3 separate regions of the Sus scrofa genome follow, and regions 1 and 2 are each linked to region 3. A link is a contact called in public HiChIP or PLAC-seq data. All regions are on one chromosome and are shown on one strand. The core of a region is the stretch at or near the end of the contact, and the rest is flanking DNA. Distances in the headings are between cores, read along the strand shown. Region 1 overlaps ADTRP (androgen-dependent TFPI-regulating protein). Region 2 overlaps ADTRP (androgen-dependent TFPI-regulating protein). Region 3 overlaps LOC102166292 (a long non-coding RNA gene).

Region 1 (4,235 bases), core at 418-2,917, 170 kb before region 3:
AATATGTAGTTTATCCGGCATTTCAAAGCAGCATCCTTCTAGGAAGCTAGTTGGCTGTGATGGTGTCCAGCTTTGATGAAGAAGAGGTGGCCATTTAGGTTCTATCTAGTTAAGGATAAGACAAAAGAAAAATCTAGGAGGTGAAGATTCTGCAGTCAGGAATATATCTGCCTCTTCCAGCCTCTGTCTCTCCAAAGCACCCAGATCCCTTCCTCCAGCATAACTCCAGCAGTAATAACACCCTAGACACCAACTGTAATCAGTGACTCATTCCTTTCCTTCTCATATCCAGACTTGATTCACTTTCTCCCTCAGATGCTTCCCACAGCTACTTATTCTTTTATTCTCCCCAGCATCGCCTCCATAGCTTTTCCCTCTTTCGGTACATACTCAACATTGCAGTTAGACCAATCTTCTTAAGACAAGTTTCTGGTTACTACCCCTAAAAACCTTTTGTGGCTCGCTGTTGCCTCAGTCCACTTACTCCTCTGATGTCATCTCTTTCCTGTTTTCCGCTGTATCTCAACAGGCTCTATCCCTTCACCTCAATCCAGTCTCCTCATTATTCTTGTCTTAGTCTCTTTCCTTCCCTAGAACTCCTCCCTCTTTTTATTTACCTAACTCTTTTCTTTAATTTTTCTCTCCCAATCATAGCCCACACACCTTTGAGATGCCTTGCAACCAAAGGCACACATGTTAACATGAGAAGATATAAGCGAGCATCAGGACCCAAGAGAGCACTGAAGCAGGAATGCACCAGCCAGAGGTTTGCTGGGCTGCTGTTGTTGAGATTAAAATTCAGCAGTTCCCTTCCAGACAGCCAAAGTGGAAAGAGAGAGGTGGAATGGATACTGTTCCTTTTTTCAGGGGAAATTAGTTTTTTTCCACTGTTAATTAGGCCTCAAAGAAACTGTCATTATTGTGTTTCATTTAGGGACATTAAGTAATAGTAGACAGAACTCTCACCACTGTCTCCATAGGAAAACATTTCAGAAATCTAAGTTGTATAAAATGATAAAATTTGAAGGCAAAATTGTAAAACAAAGATCTTTTGAGGGAGATTCTGCCAATAAGAAGATAATAGTGGGAAAAAAAAAAAAAGGAGTTCCCATCGTGGCTCAGTGATTAATGAATCCAACTAGGAACCATGAGGTTGTGGGTTCAATCCCTGGCCTCACTCAGTGGGTTAAGGATCCGGCGTTGCCGTGAGCTGTGGTGTAGGTCGCAGATGCGCCTCAGATCAAGGGTTGCTGTGGCTGTGGCGAAGGCCAGTGGCTACAGCTCCGATCAGACCCCTAGCCTGGGAACCTCCATATGCTGTGGGTGTGGCCCTAGAAATGACAAAAAGACAAAAAAAAAAAAAGATAATAGTGTATGATTATGTTGACTTCTGATGATCAGAGCTGTAGAGGGACTTCAGAAATACCATTTCCCCCACAAGTGTTTTTGTTTTTACTCCAGTTGTGGGTCAGACAACAGCCAGAATTTTATTCTCTGTTTAGAGCTCAGAGTGAAAGTATTATACACTGTTGATGACACCGAGACCTAAATACTTGGAGGAATTCAGCGAGTCAGTGGTAATGTTGACATTCTTTTATTGCAAACAAGAAGCTCCACCAAGGAACCATCCCAGAGCTGAGTGACTAGCCCTTTCTGCAACCTCTGGGGCCCATGTCACATGCATGTCTCACCCAGGTCACATCCTGCCTTCAGACGCAATGCTCACTGCCTCCTGTCCTTCCCGCAGCTCTTTTGGTTGGCACTAGACTCTTCAGTGCTTAATTATTTTGAGGTCAGAGCTCTTACCTATTATTTTTTCTGGACTCCCTTCCAACCTCTGATTAATAAGTATTTTTTGACTGATTTTCTTCATTTGAACTTGTATTTTACAAAGAAGAATTAAGCCCTTATTTTGACCTGCAAAACCCTCATGATCTGGTTACCTGTCCCATCTTAGTTCCATGCCCTGCTGCCCCATCCTATAACCTTCACCTGCCCCCCCCCCAATTACTCTGCCCTCCCCCCACAGTTCCCTCTCTCACCACTGGTACAACACACACTTATGTTTCCCTCCATCCCCACCTCTGCCTTCTTCCCACCTTACAGGGCTCAAAGTACATATCACTGCCTCCAGGTCAGAATCTGAAATTTCCAGCAGGTGCCTTTCCTTGGACAGCATCACATTATTGCATTCATCCAATACTAGCCAAATCTCCCAGAGATGGAATCAACTCGAGGCTTGAGACTGTCACCATATCATCTCCAGTACCTAGCACAGGGCTTAACCTTTCTGGCCACTTAATGTCTGTGGTGTTAATTAATGAATCAGTGAAACTGGAGTAGGACAGAGGAGGAAGAAGAGTTCTGCATAGCCTGGGAAGACAGTCAGTGTCCTGGAGTGAGAAGACTCAACTGGCATTGGCAGCCGCATATCAGGCTATGCGTGTGGCTAGCAGGGCCACAGAGTCAATCCCACCTCAGGCTGGTCACTTTTTCCCTATATCAGGGCTGTAGATGGCATCCCAAATCCTGGGAATGGGTGTCGTGAGCCCTAAGGAAACCTGTGAGAAAAGGTGACTCCTCGGAATAGCCTCTGGGTGCCCACATCATGGTAACTAAACTGTAGACTCGGTAATGGATGTCACCATCCCTGCACCCCTGCAGAAAGTCAGGAAATACTCAGCCAGCAGAGGCTGTTCTTTGTTTGGGACCTGCTGGCCTGTGGCCCTCCATCCTGAAATTGGACCAGGGGGAAACTCCCCAGGTTTTTCTCAGCATCTTCTTTGTACCCCCTCCTCTTTATCAATCTGTAATCCACCCTTCCTCCATGCTTCTGTGCCGGGCTCCACATAGCACACACAGAGACTTGTTTGTAAGACATAGACAGATGGGCAGCTCTCTAGAAAGCTGCTCCAAGTTGGAGGAAGGAGACTGTTCTTTTCAAGAAAGAGGAAGTTTCAGAAGCACTGGATCTGCTCTTGCTTTAGAGCCATCATCTCTCAGGGCACCGTCCATTTGTCTCAGATCTCTCATCTCTGTGTCAATAAAGGACTCAGAATGTGTAGGCAGCTGGTTTCCCTGGGAGATAACAGTGAGTCAGGAAAGCACCCTATAAGCACAAACACTAGGGCAAAATTCCAAACTCTCCATGTGACTGATCCCATGATGGACCAGGTCCCACCCTTTCTCCTTCCTGCCTCCAGCTTTCCCTTGCTGGCCCATCAGAGTTTTCCTAACGGGACTCAGCAGCTGTTCTGCCCGAATGGCAGTTGCTCACTGGTGATTTCCCCGAATGTGTGTGATTGGCCGATACAGGATTAGGGTGTGTCTTAGTCTATATGAGGGGGGCACATGAGCTCCCTTGGGGAGAGGTCTTCCCATTAGAGGGAGGATATGGCAGGGAGTGGAGCCTAGAAGTAAAAGAAAAGGAAAACTTTGCTTGGGAAATGCCTTCATTTGATATCCATCCAGTATCTCTTGCAAATCAACAATGTTTCAGCACTCTATGCAACTTAAAAGGCTCTAAGATGTGGTCTTGGGACTCAAAAAAAATTAATGTATTTCAACTTGTCTGTATGGTAACCCTACAGGTTTCACACTGGGCCTGACTACTTCTAAAGCATTATGTAGCGGAGGCTCTGAAAGTGTTAAATATCAGCAGGCAGCTCTGAGTTGAGCCCTTAGAGTCCACAGCGAAAGGAACAAGTTGTGTTTCCTGCAAAGACCTGCTTCTCCTTGGTGTACTAAGTAAAATTCCTTTCCACCTGAGAGACCCAAAGGCTTCTCTTCAACGGCTTTTGTGGCATCCTAAACTGTCTTCCTACCTCATAGTCTCACCAGGCTGTGTTTTGTTCTTTCAAAGTAAAAGTCGATTTTCATTCTCTTTTATTAAAAGCAGAGAATTATAATCACAGATTACTTTTTCAATTATGAACAATTACTTGTCTTGCTGAAACTCAAAAAACAAACCAAAATGAGAACAAATCGATCCTTCTTCCTTCCAGGCTGACTCCCATGTTCCTTGTCCAGTCTCCTGCATCTTTGGGTTTCAGCCTCCCGTTCGTAGTAATTTTGGACTCAGACCTTGGAACCCCTGGGCTATGGGAGAAGCTTCACACGGAGACGTCTCCATGGCTGCCATTGCCTTCTGTTCTACAGTCCTTGAGCTTGGGCAAAAATCTGGACATGTTTCTAAGTGTAAAATTTGTGAACCGACATGTGGGACAAGTTGATGG
Region 2 (4,297 bases), core at 1,130-3,629, 150 kb before region 3:
GTACAGTGTTTAGTGTAATGGACTTGAGCTAAAATGGAAACGAAATAGGTTAAAAGGAGAATGTAATGAGATAGATACCTTGGCCAAACAGAGGTGGGAAAAAACAAACAGCACAAGGGCAAGGCGCCAGACACAATGGTGGATATATTCTGGTCTTTTCCTAGGAAGAAAACGTTTTTAAATGGCTAGTGTTGCAACCTCATTAGATAAGCCGGCAGCAGGGTCAAGGGCACGGTGAAGGAGCTCTGTGCTCTCCTGAGGGAGGTGTACAGAATGGCCTCTAGCCTGTCCGGGGGAGAAGCCAGTGTTCTTTCTCTCACTAAAAGGGGAAGCCTGAGGCTTTGCAGAGACAGTCCAGCTGAGGGAGTGATTTAAATCTGTAGAGATCGAGCAAGGCTTGGGCTCGGATGTATCTTTAAGTACCTGAGGGCCTTGAGGCCAAGTGAAAAAGAAGCAGGGCCTTTTTCGACAATATACGATCACGATGAGGGCAGACTTTGTCCATTCTTACTGTTTCCCACAAACTTATGGCTTCTAATTAAAAGGTTACAGTAGTACAGAGTTTGGGTAGTTTTGAGTTATTGCATCAGAATCCATCCTGTTCCTTGAAAGCCCTGTATTGGTACAGAAGGAACAGCTTAGACTTTGCTTGGAGAGGGTGAGTCAGGCAAGTTGTGGAACCTGGGGAGCTGGACTAATGATCAACCAAGTTGGCTGCTGGGGAACAGCCTCTGAGCTCTGAACCCTAGGAAACCTCTTACAGAGTTGGCCTCCTGCCACTCCTTGGGCTGAAGCAAGGGTGGGCAGGGGAGGACAGAGGTGAATTAGGCCAGTGATACTCCCAGCTAGGTTCTTAAACCAGTAGCACCAGCATCACCCCAAAGTTTATTAGAAATGCAGGACTTCAGCCCCACCCCAGAGTATGAAATCAGAATCTTTGGTAATGGCGCCTAAGAATTTTTTTTTTTTATAGAAACTTCAGGTGGTCCTTGCATATGCTAATGTTCTAGAACCACTGAATTAGACATAAACTTATCACTTAAAAATCTTACTTATTACTCAAAGCTATAATAGCTAACTTTGTGTGTTTTTTTGGCCGTTCTCAGGACATATGGAATTCCCAGGCCAGGGATCAGATCAGAACCGTAGTTGTGACCTAAGCAGCAGCTGAGGCAATGCTGGATCCTTAACCTGCTGTGCTGGGTGGAGAATGGAACCGGCATCCCAGCGCTCCCAGACGACACCAATCCCACTGAGCCACATAGGGAATTCCTGTAATAGCTAACTTTCATTGATCTCTTTTTATGGGCCAGGCACTGATCTGAGCTTCTAATTTCTTAAAACAACCTTGGGAGGTTAGTCCTATCATTACCTCTCTACTTCTCATTCTACAGATGAGGAAAATGAGGCACAGAGAAATGAACAAACTGGCCTAAAGTCTCATGGTTGATAAAAGTCAAGGCCAGGATTTGAAGCTGAAAGTCTACCTCTTGAGTCAGGCTTTAAAAAACAAACAAGCAAAAAACAAATCATGTATCAGGTTTTTAAGAATAAAGATAAAGCACTGTGGGAGGTCAGAGGAGAGACCCTTATCTCCAGGTGTGAGAATTAAATGATCTCTAAATGATCTCAAAAAAAAATATTGATGCCTAATTATCACCCCCCAAGATTCTAATTTAATGAGTCTAGGGTGCTTTTCAAGCTTCGGGATTTAAAAAAAATTCTTCTAGGTGATTCTGGTCAGGTTAGTCAAGGTTGAGACCCACTTGACTTGAGGAACTTCCTTTTGGAAAGGCAGACCTGGCAGTCTCAAAGGAGGTGGGGCTCTGGGGACCCAGGGAGTGAGCCCACGAGGTGAGATGAGATTGCTGGAGAGAGGATGGGGGAGGAGAAATGGAAGCAGACGCTGAGAAAATGCCCTCCTTTAAGGGGCAGAGGGGCTAAGAGGACAGTTAAGTAGCAAAGAACCAGGTAGAAGACCAGGAATGTGCAAGAACCTTGCAGGAGAGGGAAGCTTGACCCAGAAGGGGGCATTCCAAGGAGGACTGGCTACCATTTTAAATGCCATGAAAAGGCTGCCACCCCAATACTTATCATTAACTTTTGCCATTCATCCCCTAAGGGCTACAGAATGTGGATGCTAGAAGAAGTCGCCTCTTCCACCCTTCTTCCCCAGCAGCTCTCAGCTTACCCCTGAGGCCACATCAGGCAGCTGTTGTCATTAGGAAGGGCAGGCGAGGGCCCTGGGCCCTGACAAGGAAGCCTGCACTGTTCTATCAACACGGCAATTAATCATGCTCTGAGCACTGCGTCTGCCAGGTTTTCACTCCTTAGGGAGAGGCCGTCTCCACCCAGCATGTGAGGTCCATGTGACCACTTTCCTTAGCGAGGGCTTCCTGGCGTCATCGTGAGTCAAGCTTGTCCTAACTTTCTCTTGCCTTTCCCAGTCCCAGACTGTGGAAATTGGACTTAGGAAAGAACACATTACTCAGAGCCTCCGTAGCTTCTCCTTTACCAATAGGAGAAATGTGCTCCACACCACAAACTTGCCAGTCACTTCTCCCCCCAGCCCTCAGCTCACACGTTACTTCACAGGCGTATGCCACATGGGAAAGATGCCAGCAGTGTGTGAGGGAACCTTGTTTCCAGTGATCTTAATCCTCATTAACGTGCCAACATCTGCAGCAACATGGAATGTTCATGGAGCCCCCACATAGGAGCACAGGAGGGAGGCGCTAGGATGTTGCCAAGAGAAATAAATAGGCAAGAACTAGGGCAGAGCTAGAGAGCAAGGAGAGGGAGGCAACATAGGCTCACTCAATGGGGAGGCTTCCTAGAGGGCCTCCAGGACAGGTTTGGAGCAGCTCACCTAACTGGACACTGGCCTGCTCATTCCCTAAGGACCATGCACAGGAGTGTTTATAAAAGTGCAAAGAAAGAATAGTCAAGGGGGAAATGGTAGCTATTATAGACTGAATTGTATCTCTCCCCCAAATTTATATGTTAAAGTTATAACCCTCAGTGCCTCGAGAAGTCCTATATTTGGAGTTAGGGTCTTTAAAGAAGTGATAGAGTTAAATGAGGACAGTAGGGTGGGCCCTAATCCAATAGAACTGGTGTCCTTATAAGAAGAGATTAGGACAGACCCACACAACAGGTAAACCATGTGAAGACACAGGAAGAAGACAGCTGTCTACAAGACAAGGAGAGAGGCTTGTAGAAACCAACCCTGCTGACACTTTGATCTTGGACTTCCAGCCTCCAGAACTCTGAAGAGGTAGTTCCTAAACCACCTGGTTCTGTGATACTTTGATATCACAAACTAATTTGCCCCAGCAAACTAATATAGTAGCATTAACATATGATAGCAACAACTGGCCTTCTTTTATGAATCTTACAACAAAACTACAACTGTTTACATTTTTCAATTATTTTGGCCACTAAGAAAAGCAGAACTAATGGTATCTTCTTGGTTGAGGTTTGCTTTAGAGTTGCTACTCTCTGATTTGTCTTTTCTACCAATTTTTCCCTAATTACATTTGTTGTTTTGTGCCTTCTTCTGAAAGGCTGCTAATCTAAGTTTGTTAGCTGTCTTCTGTTTCTGGTGCTAGCTGACAAACTTACTACCTGGGAGAGCTTAATTTACATTTTTTTTTTTTTATAACTGGTGCAATTTAAGAAACTGTAGCTAAAGGATATTTAGTTTTTACATTCATCTGTGTTCACAAAATTCACCAAATTCTTGAAATCACAGTAGTTTAACCTAAGTCATCAAGATTATTTTCCCTGCTTTAAGCCAGAACCCTCTTAAACTATCCCAGGAAGTGAGAATTTTTTTCATTTAAAAAATAATTCCAGAGAGGGAGAGTCCACAAGTTTCCTGAGCAAGACTTGTTTCAACTCTGATTGGATGAGTCAAGTAATCCAACGCCCAGCTCAGCTCTCTGTGCCTGACTCAGACAGGCGGGGACTTTCTTAGGTCTTCGAAATGATGCAATACTTGCAGTGGAGACCAGTCCAGAGTAAAACAGCCAGTGGGGACTGATTGTGATGAGCATTTTATGTAACCGTGGTGGTAAGGGTGGTAGCATTTGGAGCAGGTAGAAGAAGCCTTTGCCAAATATATCCGTATTATATGCAGTGTACTATTTCAGTTATCACTATGTGCCTTTAGCTGATGAAACAGATAAAAGAATGAGATAAAGAATATGGGAGAAGAAACAATATGAAAAATATAAGGGGAAAAAAGGGAGGAAACTAAGAACATTCAGAGACAGGTTGGAAAGAAGATTTGTAA
Region 3 (4,234 bases), core at 308-2,807:
GTTCAGCAAAATTCCAAACATGAAAAATTAATACACTTTCTGAAAGAGTTTTATTGTAATGTCTTCTGCAATATGAGGATCTTCTTTAAGGAGGCTACTGCTTCTTCTGTGGTAAGAATTTTACAATTATTTAAGAAACAAACCCTTCAGTGTTTTGTGAGATGACAGTTTTAGAAATCTCTTTTTCAATTAAACAATTCAGAAATAATTTCTTTCTTTTTTTTTAGGGCCGTACCCGTGGCATATGAAGGTTCCCAGCCTAGGGGTTGAACGTGCCTACACTGCAGCCACAGCAACACCAGATCCCAGCTGCCTCTGCAACCTACACCGCAGCTCACAGCAACACCGGATCCTTAACCCACTGAGGAAGGCCAGGGATCGAACCCGCATCTTCATGGATACTAGTCGGATTCGTTTCCACCGAGCCACAACGGGAACTCCCAGAAATAATTTCTAGTTCTTTAAATCACACAAAAGCATACCCCCCACATCTCTTAACTTAATATCTGTAAGTATCTTGAATCAAGGTAAAGGAAGATGACTAATTCATGTCCCCAGAAGGTGATCTTGGTTGGAGTCATTCTGTATACTCATCTCCATTTGATATTTGAGTACAGATAAAGATAAAATATATGTCAGGTACAAGTGGAAGAGCAGTTCAGAAGGGCAGCTGTGGAGGTGTGTAAACAGGGGGAAAGTAGTTGCTTTGATGGTAATTTGTGAGATTTCCATAGATGCATAACTGATTTCACCTGGGCTCTCACGTTCTTCCCGTAGAAGACTACTACTCAACAGCTGTGCTTCAGTCATCAAAGCCCAAGGCAGTGACTCCATTTGCCATTTCCTAGGGCTTGTTCTAGCCAAGGCAGGGTTGAAATCTGTTCGGCATCTGAATAAAGATTTAGGAATTAACAAATACAGTTCTCAGCAGTTCTACTCTAGACACAAGGACTAAACAGAGTGTCACCAACCTTTGAGTTGAGCTCCAAGTTGATTGCTTGGAAATATTTTCCTACAGAATTAACACTATGTGTGGACTTGAGGTTTAGTATACAACATGCATACATTGTCTCACTAATGAACCTTGGCCCTGATGATCACCCGTGATACTGACTTGCAAAAGAAGCAGCAGCCCCGTGTTTCACTTCCCAAGGTGGCAAATCTTGCCTATTGCCATCCCGACAGTGAGGGCAAACGCTTCCTCTTCTCCAGTCTAGCACTGGGTCACTCAAATTAAAATCAAGATCCCGAGGCATCGTTAAAACAGAGATCTCAAATCTCCATAACAGAGAGGACATACAACACTAAAGGGGTTTTATGATCAAGTTTCAGCATGTGACATATAATCGTCAAATTGTAGGCTTACAAATAGGTGGTTTTCCTGGAGGCTTAATAGCCTGTTCATCTCACTTGTAGAACTTTCAGTCCCCGTGACTGAAATATAGTCACAAAAGACAAAGTGTTGTTGTTGTTCATAGAGAAAGAAGAAGTAAAATCCTGCCTCCACATCTACTCGTGTAACAAGAGCTGTAACCTTTAATGACCTCCGAGGTCTTGGCCGTATCCATGGCTGTAGAAATCAGACTCAGTAATGGAACACTTGGTTCTTCCGTTTTCCGGAGGCTGTCTTAACACCCCATGAGTATGATGTCTAATTTTTCTGGCCTTTGGCCATATTATATACACGAGCCATGCTGACCAAAATGTCTCGCTTTTTTAGCCAGAATGGTTTTGCTTGTATATCAGTAGTGAGGAAAAAAAGTGAATTAAGGCTTCTTCTTAGCGGTTACCTGGTGTTACATTTCCTGTCTTTTCTCAACCCTCCTGTGAAATATACACAATATTAAAATTTGAAATCCTAACATTTATAATTCTTCTCTTCTAGTAATTTGCTTCTTTCCCTTGGCAACTTAATCCCCAGGGGCCTGGAGTTTCTCATTTATAAAATGAGAGAATTATACCCAATAATATCCAAGAGTTTTTCTAATTGAGGAAGTCCATAGTACTACTTATGTTTATAGTAGGATTAAACAAGTACATAAATATATTGTGGATAATGAGAGCCAGGTTTTTCACTTTTGGAGAAAAAAGTTACAAATAAAGAAAAGGAAAGAATAGGATAAACTTTGTGGTGTTGGATTGAAACTAAAGATTTAAGTATGAATTCATGGTTTTTAATAAATATACAGAGGGACAGACAAAGAAATACAGACATGTGCGCAGGCATATGTTTCCCGGCTCTGTCTGCTCAGAGAGCCTAGAAGCAGCGACAACTCAGTAGCAGTTAGCCCACCTAGAGCCCAGGTATTGGTTCTAAATACAGTTTCCTAATTAAAGGAACCCAGGCCTCTTGCTGAAGCTATTGATTCCAGGCCTGCGGCAGGGAATGTGTATGACATGATCAGGACATCTTGTGGTGCCAGAAAGTAAAGGATGTGTAGAAAAATGATTGGGGTCGTGTCAGAAGAACACAGGAGCCAGTTTGGAGGTGCCTCAGTGGCCAAAGCTAGAGTAATTTGAGTGACAAAATATGTAATGATAGAATCACATTGTAACCCATAGACTAAAATAAATAGCCACAAGTCCATACTGAGACCAACCGATCCATCAAAAGGAGACTAGTTTTTTTTTTTTTTTTTTTCTAGTCCTTTTTAGGGCTGCACCTAAAAAGCAGCAGATGGAAGTTCCCAGGCTAGGGGTCCAATCCGAGCTGCAGCTGCCAGCCTACACCACAGCCATAGCAACATGGGGTCCAAGCCGCATCTGCAATCTACACCACAGCTCACGGCAATTCAGGATCCCCAGCCCTCTGAGGGAAGCCAGGGATCAAACCCGTGTCCTCATGGATACTTGTCAGATTCATTTCTGCTGCGCCAGGAACTCTGAGTAAAGTTCAATTAGTAAATGTGAAAGAAATGAGGTCAATATAAACAACCAACGTAGGCAAACTTAAGAGCCATAGAAGAAAGCTAAAATTAGTGGGCAAAATCATGATGAGAAACTAAGATGCATATTTACATAACCTTAGAGGATGGCACAGGAGGATAATTATTAATTTTAAAAAAATCTTAATTTCGCGTGGAGAAAGCAGCAAACATCTCCTTAACCGAGTGGTCAACGTTAACGTCACATCAGCATCGTGTGCCCCGTGACAGGATTCATTGGTAAGGGCCTAAATCACTTCTGTATTCTCACAAAGACAGATGAATCACTTCAGCCTAACCCTGAGAAAATATCAGAGGACTATAAATTAAGAGCTATTCTAAAAAATAACAAATACCTTTCAAAAAAAGTCAGGGTCATGAGAAACAAAGTTTGAGAAATTTTCCCAGATCGAAGGAGATTAAAGAAACAGGACAGTGAAATGGCATATAAATGTCAGGATTGCATCCTGGACCCAAAACTGACATGAGTGGAGAAGCTGATGAGATTGGATTAAGTTTTGTGAAGTACTTCATTGGATTACATCAATGTTGATTTCCTCCTTTTAGTAGTTATGCTATGGTTTTATAAGAAGAAACTCCTTGACAATGTTTTCCAAGTCTGAAATTACTCCCAATTTTAACAGCTAGAAAAATGATATAGCTAAAAAAGTTTACAGATTTTAAACGATAATGATATTCATTTAATAAATACTTCTCGAATGACTTCTCACCATGCTAAGAGACATCTAAAGATGCACAGTACACATGTACACACACATGTATACGCACAAATACATTTCCAGTTATTTTAAGTAATGCTGAGCCACTGATATTAAGACAAGAATTCTTATTTTTCCAGAAGTTAGGACCAAATATGTCTAATTATAATGATGATATTATGACAAGAGTAATAAAGACTAAACATATTTCAGATTAATCTATAAGTTCCATGTGTTTCCAATCAAAAATTCCAACAGAATTTTATGCAGATTCATAAGCAAATTCTAAAGTTCATCTAGAAGATAAAATTTGCAGGAATGTCTAAGGAAATTTTAATAACTTACTCTAACAAATGTAAAAGACTTTGAATCAATAGTAATTAAAGTGGTGTGACAAGGAGAGATCAATGGACATGATAAAAAACTAGAAACAGATTCATCCATCCATGAGATTTAGTGTAGAATACTGATAATATTTTAATCTAGTGAAGAAAAGATTAACTAGTCAATAATTGCTTTTGGGTAATTAGGAGCCATTTGGGAAAAAATTAGGTTCGCTTATTCATGCAACAAATATTTCACCGTCTACAT

Evidence for each region. HiChIP or PLAC-seq counts read pairs in DNA pulled down with a chosen protein or histone mark.
Region 1: a contact with region 3 is called in an H3K27ac HiChIP or PLAC-seq map of alveolar macrophages. The contact joins two enhancer-like sites. A contact is called at or near these places in 1 of 47 Hi-C or Micro-C datasets (embryonic fibroblasts) and 1 of 2 datasets of contacts at active chromatin or transcription factors (alveolar macrophages).
Region 2: an H3K27ac HiChIP or PLAC-seq map of alveolar macrophages shows a contact between it and region 3, with 2.4 times the contacts expected there. The contact joins two enhancer-like sites. A contact is called at or near these places in 2 of 2 datasets of contacts at active chromatin or transcription factors (alveolar macrophages and skeletal muscle).

Annotation. Positions count from the first base shown.
Region 1 is chr7:8,280,159-8,284,393 of Sscrofa11.1, forward strand. The region is part of intron 2 of ADTRP (androgen-dependent TFPI-regulating protein); the gene reads right to left. Among named protein-coding and RNA genes, the nearest start is that of ADTRP, 31 kb to the right of the region's middle. Within about 2 kb of position 1,668, at least 3 of the 83 cell types and tissues checked have an H3K27ac peak or open chromatin away from gene starts, as enhancers often do. A contact at or near this core is called in alveolar macrophages, where this site is marked.
Region 2 is chr7:8,303,867-8,308,163 of Sscrofa11.1, forward strand. The region is part of intron 1 of ADTRP (androgen-dependent TFPI-regulating protein); the gene reads right to left. Among named protein-coding and RNA genes, the nearest start is that of ADTRP, 7.7 kb to the right of the region's middle. Within about 2 kb of position 2,380, at least 26 of the 83 cell types and tissues checked have an H3K27ac peak or open chromatin away from gene starts, as enhancers often do. A contact at or near this core is called in alveolar macrophages, where this site is marked.
Region 3 is chr7:8,453,949-8,458,182 of Sscrofa11.1, forward strand. The region is part of intron 1 of LOC102166292 (a long non-coding RNA gene); the gene reads right to left. Among named protein-coding and RNA genes, the nearest start is that of HIVEP1, 60 kb to the right of the region's middle. Within about 2 kb of position 1,558, at least 4 of the 83 cell types and tissues checked have an H3K27ac peak or open chromatin away from gene starts, as enhancers often do. A contact at or near this core is called in alveolar macrophages, where this site is marked.